Linked DNA regions of Sus scrofa: region 1 is linked to region 2. The links are chromatin contacts, called in public HiChIP or PLAC-seq maps. All regions are on one chromosome and are shown on one strand. Each heading gives the region's core, a stretch centred on a gene start, on an enhancer-like site or on the middle of the called end of the contact. The rest is flanking DNA. Distances are from core to core; before and after follow the strand shown. Region 1 overlaps RASGRF1 (ras-specific guanine nucleotide-releasing factor 1). Region 2 overlaps LOC110261542 (a long non-coding RNA gene).

Region 1 (3,574 bases), core at 576-3,075, 160 kb after region 2:
CCACAGTAAACGGCATTTTGGTACTGGAGGGTCCTGGGGCTCTACCCCTCCTCGACTGTGCCCTCCTGGAAGGGCCCCTGCCCTCCCTCTCCTCAACTCAGAGCAGAGAAATCCTGACCGTCTTCAAAATTCTTTCAAAGCCTCCTCCTCAAAACCTGGGGATTCCAACCAGCCCAGGGCTGCCTGTGTGTGTGTGTGTGTGTGTGTGTGTATGTGCACATGCACACGTGTGCTAACCAAGACAGGGCTTGTGGCACCTGGGATGTAGGCTGACCTAAATGAGGACAGAACCAGACACCCTTCCACACAAACGCTGCTGGAGAACAGTCAGGGCTCCGAGAGAGGGAGGGCCCAGCCTGCCAGGCATCACCTCCAGCCATTGCCCCCATCCAACATCCTCAACACCTGCATCCTCAAAGGCGTGTGAGCATCCAGCTGTTCCCTGAACACACAATGCTTTTCCTTGCCCCCGTCCCTCCCTCGTCTTGCCCACTCCATTCTCTTTGTCTAGAGTGTCCTCTCGTTCTCCTGGTGAAAATCTAGATCTAATGGGTTCTCGAGGAAGCCTTCTCTGACTCTCCCGATGGTGTCCCCACACCTCCCTGGAGCATCCCTCTAGCACAGCAGGTGTCAGGTGCCTGGTCCTGCTCTTCAGGGGTGCTGGGAATCCCTGGGGGGCAAGAACTAGGTCTGAGGCCCTCTTCTCTCCCAAGCCCTGACCAGGGCTGGGCCCAGGACATGCCCACCTCCTTGGACAAATACAAGGAGGCAGGAGGCAGCTGTCGTCAGGGGATTGCGGAGCTGGATGATGGGAGAGACACTTATCCCACTTCTTTGGAATCTTTGCTGTCGTTCTGCAGCCTGGGCTCCCAAATTCAGCTGCTTCTCCCCGTTCCAGGCTCTGCTCTTTCTCCCTGATCAGGCGGGGACCCTCAGCCGCCCCTCCTGTCCCAGGGCAGCCTGGCAGGGCTGGGCCGGCCTCCGTGGGCCGGCGAGCCAAGGGGGTGGCTCGGCCCTGCATCCACTCACTCTGCTTTCTGAGAGCTGAGGGTTCTTCAGGCTTCTCAGCGGTCGTATCGCCCTCATCTGGAATCTTGCTGGCAAAGCTGCTGGACACGTAGAGCTTGCTGGTGTCCAGGGTGGCCTTGCTGAAAGGCGACATGGCCGAGTACATGCTGGTGTAGCCGTTGGAGTTGCAGCTGAGGGCGGCCAGGTCCAGGGCCTTGCCGCCCGTGATGATGGGGATATTCAGGGAGAGCTTCCGCCGGCGGCTGGGTGACGACGTCTTGGTGATGGACAGGGGTGGCGGCGAGGAGAACTTGCGGGTGGCTCGTGGGGACTTGGGGGGGTCCCCGTACAGGAGCTTGTTGTTTTGGCCGCTGGCAAACAAGAGCTCCAGTGACCTGTGGGAGGGCAGGGAGTGAAAACAAATGGTCAGCAGGGGCCTGACTGCCTGCCCAGGCCTGGCCCCCCACCCCCGGTCCTGGGGGGCTCAGAGGGCCAGCACGGCTCCCTCATTCTCATGATCCCTGACACCCAGGCCGACCCTCTGAGCAGGTGGGTTTGAGAGGAGGCCAGGCCAAAAGGCCTGTGCGGTTAAATGGCTGCAGCCAGGTGTCTATAGACCCAGGTGTCCCGCTTTGGGAGGGGACATGGGCTTTGGTGGCACAGTGCCTGACGCTCCCTCTTCGGCCTCCCTCTGGTCGGCAGCAGAGAAACCTGACCCGCGCGTGCCTCTGAGAAACCTCTCTAGGTGCCCCCAACAGGCCTGCTGTCACCCACACCCTCTGACCTCAGACTCACCCAGGTCCTGGGAGTTTATGGACAAGGGAGCTGAGCTCGGAGACAGGAAATGACTCATCTGGCACCTCCTGACTCTAAACCCATGTCCTTTCTATTTCACTCAGGTGCTTGATTGGCCTCGGTGGATACTTGGGGGCAGGAAGCTGAGGCGGGGGGTCTCCCAGCAGTCCCAGCCATTCTTCTTTTCATCCTCAGACAGGGCCCACACCTCAGGGCCAGGGTGGAAAAAGGGGATGGTACATAATAGTACCAACAGTTGCCCACAGCATGGAATATGTTAATCCCGGGAGAGACTGTATCATTTTTTTTGTCTTTTCTAGGGCCGCACCCTTGGCATATGGAGGTTCCCAGGCTAGGGGTTGAATTGGAGCTGTAGCCACTAGCCTACACCACAGCCACATCAATGCCAGATCCAAGCCATGTCTGCGACCCACACCATAGCTCACGGCAATGCCGGATCCTTAACGCACTGAGCAAGGCCAGGGATCAAACCTGCCACCTCATGGTTCCTAGTCGGATTCGTTAACCACTGAGCCATGATGGGAACTCCAGACCGTATCATTTAATCCTCACCATTGCCCTGGGAGGAAGGTATTCTTATTTCCGTGTCACAGATGGAACGCCGAAGCTCAGGGAGGTGAAGGGATTCGGCCCAGGTGACAGGGCTGCACTGGGATCAGAACCTGCGTCTTTCCACTGACAGGCTGTGCCTGCTGGGTGGAATCCTAGGAGGTTCCCAGGTTCCTAGGAATGTGAGGGTCCCTGGGGAACGGTCTCCAGTGGTTTTCAGGCTTGAATCCATCCTGGATAGGGTGGTTCCTCCTGCTGTCTCAGGGCCCCGGAAAGCTGGCTGCTGAGGTTAAGCAGGTGAACCTTGAGCACTGGGGGGTGGGGGTAGGGGTGGGAGGAAGCAGGGAGGAACTGGGGGAGGGGACAGAGGAGACACAGGGGGCAGCTGGCCTGCTCTGGCAGCAGAGGTATAGGGCCAGCGGAGGGACAGTTAGAGTTGCCAGGCTTCCTAACCCCTCCTTGTGTCCTGGGCTTGCACTCAGGACTGGCTTGGCCTCCCAGCAGCCCTGGGGAGTTGCTATAACTCTGAGGCTCTGCTCTAGGCAGCCCCAGAGTGGACGCCCTGGCCCCAGTCTTGCCGGGGCGGGTGTTGAGGGAGCACTCAGGGGTGCTCGGAGGCTTACTGCAGCATCCACAGCTGAGGTCCAGGCAGAAAAGGAAAGCACCTGTTGGCCCCCACATTTCCTGGCAGGTCCCTCCCAGAGCAGTGAGGTCCATGGGGATCCCTGAACTTGACCTACCCCTAGGGAGCCTTAGGTAGATCCTTCATGACTCTATTGGGTGGGGGTTAATAACTACCTTTCTGATGCAGCTCAAGCTGCACGCAGGGCCTTGCTGGGTCTAAGCCCGCTGCCCCGATGCCTTGTTGATGCTACTCTTGGCTGGGTAACCATTGGTGACATGGGGGTAAAGGCTTTTGTTCACTAAGATTCTGGGTCCCCACGAGGACACACTGACGTTCTGAGGCTGGCCCAGACCTCGGCCAGTCTAGCACTGACCCTGTCAGACTGTGCCTGCCATTAGAATCCTCACCTGCAGGGACCCTGGGTTCACAGGGACCCTACCAGGCCCCTCAAAGCCGGGCTGGGCTGAGGGTGGGCAGCTGCATATGCTGATTAAAGCAAGGTCGTGAGCAGGCCAGTGGGAAAGGAATGCAAAGCCTACTTCCACCCTGCCTGCTGCCCAGACGCAGACAGGGGTG
Region 2 (3,163 bases), core at 526-3,025:
GAACTAAACAACAGGTAATCCAACACAAATGTAAGGTAAAGAGAGTCTCCAAAATAATAAAGGAAAATCTCAGAATCACAACTGTTTAGAAGGCCAAAAGCACCACAAGTTCACACTGGAACAGGAAGTCAGAAATCCAGACGGGAGGTCTCAAAAGAAACGAATGAAAAATAAAGCAGTAGATGTTACCTGATCTACGTGCAGGAAAAAACTGCAAACCATCTGAATGACCAATTCCAACACTTAGTGGTAAAGATAAGACCCACAGGCTTGGCTCCACTTAGCTACTACTCTGTGCTGACTGGGTTCAGGATCTGGAGATGTTCTCATGGTGAGCTCCACGTAGTGATAGAATATGACAGGTCTGTGGTTGGAGTGCTTGGGTATAAGTCTCAGCTCTGCCTAGAACTAGCTGCATGCCCCTGGGCAAATTGCGTGATCCTTCCAAGTCTTATAACCCTAGCAAATATTAAAGATTAAACAACGGCCCATTGTTAAGAGATTAAAACAATGATCCATGACACTGGGAAAATTAAGATGCCATATGTGAAAATGCTTTGTAAACTAGTATTAGTCACCGTGGACGTTATATAGCAACCTCTGCCAATCCAGCTCACCAAAACTTTGCCATTGCTATGAAATGAAACATTCATTGGTCTGAATGTGTCTGTCCCTCCAAAATTCAGATTTTGAAATTCTAACCCCCAAAGGTGATGGTGTTAGGAGGTGCGGCCTTTGGGAGGTGATTAGGTGGTGAGAGTGGAGCCCTCCTGAAATATATAAAAGAGTCCCAGAGAGTTCCCTGGCCCCTTATACCTGAGCGGTCACAACCATAACAAGAAGCCTGGAAGAAGACCCTCATCTGGCCATGCTGGCACCCTGATATGAAGACTCCCTGCCTCCAGAGCTGTGAGAAAGAAATTTCTGTTGTTTATAAGCCACCCAGTCTGTGATATTTTGTTTCAGCAGCCCGACTGGACTCAGCAGCCATCCTCCTGGTAAAACATAGAGACTAATGCCCATGGCATGCTCATCTCTTGCTGCTAATCGAACACACTCTCCCACCCTACATCAAGGGCAGCCCTTCAGACCAACAGCACGAGCAATGCCTGAGAGCTGGGGAGAAAGACTACATCTCAGCCTGCCCTCAACCTGCTGCATCAGAATGTGCACTTTCACCAGCTCCCCAGGGGATGGATGGGCATCTTAAACATGGGTCTAGCCAGCCTCAAACATTTCTCTTCCCACCAAATAAGCTGCAGGCTTTCCGAGACCTACCTGGATTTGTTCCCAAACCAGTTTATACTGTTGCTTCTGCTGTTATATTATGAAACGTAATTAAATAAATAAGCCCATGTCTGAGGACAAAGGGAGAGTTGTTTCTATGAAAATTAGGTTGGACGTGTTTAGGAAGACATGATAAAGGGGAGTGGCCTGGAATTAAAGTTCAGTACTGCAGGCTTCTGGGAAGCGTCTGATACTTGGAGCTATTGCCAGCCAGCGTGCCCTGGGGGCCAAGCCTGGGGACAGCAAGTTCTCCCCCCCCCCCCCCCCCCGTTACCCTGAGTCAAGCCTGTACCGCCTGTACTACCCCTGCCCCTGGCATTACAGCTATTCCTTGTTTAATCCAAGTGTTCTTTATTCCTGAACTGATACTGGCATACTCACATGAGTGATGCTTTACATGAATTTCCTCATTAACCCTCAAGCAACCCTATGCGGGAAGTTATTACTATCCAATTTACGGGCAAGCAAAATGGAGATTAGGTCACTTGTGTGAGGTCACACAGTAACTAGCAGAGCAGGACGTGAAAGGAGGTCTGCCCTCAAGTGCCAGGCTCCAACCATAGCACTGTTCCTGGCAAGAGATACCAAGCATTTAGAAAAAACACAAATGGTGCACAAACATTTGAGAAATGTACTTTCCTGTCAGCAATTAAAGAGCTATAGATCCAAGCTGCTGCAGTGCACTTCTTACTGGTTAAATTTGCAAAGGTTTTTGTTCTTTTGAAATTTAATGTGCATTTATGTCAAAGTAATTCAAGTTGATGGTTTAAAAGAGTTAAACAGTACTACAGACACACAAGCTGAAAAACAGCCACCTCTGTCCTGGCCCGTCACACACACGCCCAGGCACCCTCTGTGGGAGGAGGGGACACAATTCCAAGAGGATGCCTGACCCTGGCTGTTCCAGCCATGGCTTCTGCCTTCCTTCCCCTGCCTTCCAACCTCCGCATTTCCTCTAGGCTCTTCAGGGCCCCTGGGAATGTTGCCCTGAGGTTCCTGTGATCTTCCTATTGCAGCAAAGCAAATGGCCAGAGTGGGAGTGGAAATGGGGAACCGGAAGAACCCCAAATAACCCACACCCTTTGACACAGCCACCTATGATCTCACTGAGGGAAAATATCACCCAAAGGGAAAACCCAACACTGGCCACATCATTTGTAGAAAATTCTGTGGAAGGAAATGCTATTGGTCATTTTAGTAACAATAGTAAAAAGTTTGTTTTTTTTTTTAAGAAAGGAAAAAATAGGAGCTCCCTCTGTGGTGCAACAGGATCAGCAGTGTCTTGGGAGCACTGGGACGAGGGTTCCATCCCCAGCCCAGCACAGTGGATTAAGGATCCAGTGTTGCCACAGCTGCAGCTTGGATCTGATCCCTGGCCCAGGAGTTCCATATGCTGTGAGGCGGCCAATAATAATAATAATTAAAATAAAATAAAATAAAATAGGGAGAGTGGTATTTCAAAAAAAAAAACAAAAAAAAAACAGAAAAGAAAGGGGTTCCTATCATGACTCAGGGGTTAGCGAACCCAGCTGGCAACCATGAGGACACAGGTTTGATTCCTGGCCTCACTCGGTGGGTTGGGGATCTGGTGGTGTAGGTCACAGACGCAGCTCAGATCCCGTGTTGCTGGGGCTGTGGTGTAGGCTGGGAACTACAGCTCCGATTTGACTCTAGCCTGGGAACTTTCATATGCTGTGGGCACGGCCCTAAAAAGACAAAAAAATAATAATAATAATAGTAAAATTTAAAAAAGGAAAGAAAAATAAATATATCCTCAGCCCATCACCCTCTCCCAGCAATGCCACTTTGGGTGGACCCCCAAAGTGCAGATTTTCGGAGCCTTGTCATCATAGCGCCCCAGGGAAATTGACAGGCT

Evidence for each region. HiChIP or PLAC-seq counts read pairs in DNA pulled down with a chosen protein or histone mark.
Region 1: a contact with region 2 is called in an H3K27ac HiChIP or PLAC-seq map of alveolar macrophages. The contact joins two enhancer-like sites. A contact is called at or near these places in 1 of 5 promoter capture datasets (liver), 2 of 47 Hi-C or Micro-C datasets (embryonic fibroblasts and undifferentiated spermatogonia) and 1 of 2 datasets of contacts at active chromatin or transcription factors (alveolar macrophages).

What each region holds. Positions count from the first base shown.
Region 1 is chr7:48,158,411-48,161,984 of Sscrofa11.1, forward strand. RASGRF1 (ras-specific guanine nucleotide-releasing factor 1) reads right to left here. Exons shown (of 27, transcript XM_003128446.6): 15 at 1,030-1,403. Among named protein-coding and RNA genes, the nearest start is that of CTSH, 54 kb to the left of the region's middle. Within about 2 kb of position 1,826, at least 8 of the 83 cell types and tissues checked have an H3K27ac peak or open chromatin away from gene starts, as enhancers often do. A contact at or near this core is called in alveolar macrophages, where this site is marked.
Region 2 is chr7:48,000,841-48,004,003 of Sscrofa11.1, forward strand. LOC110261542 (a long non-coding RNA gene) reads left to right here. Exons shown (of 3, transcript XR_002345766.1): 2 at 1-14; 3 at 967-1,919. Among named protein-coding and RNA genes, the nearest start is that of ADAMTS7, 7.9 kb to the left of the region's middle. Within about 2 kb of position 1,776, at least 3 of the 83 cell types and tissues checked have an H3K27ac peak or open chromatin away from gene starts, as enhancers often do. A contact at or near this core is called in alveolar macrophages, where this site is marked.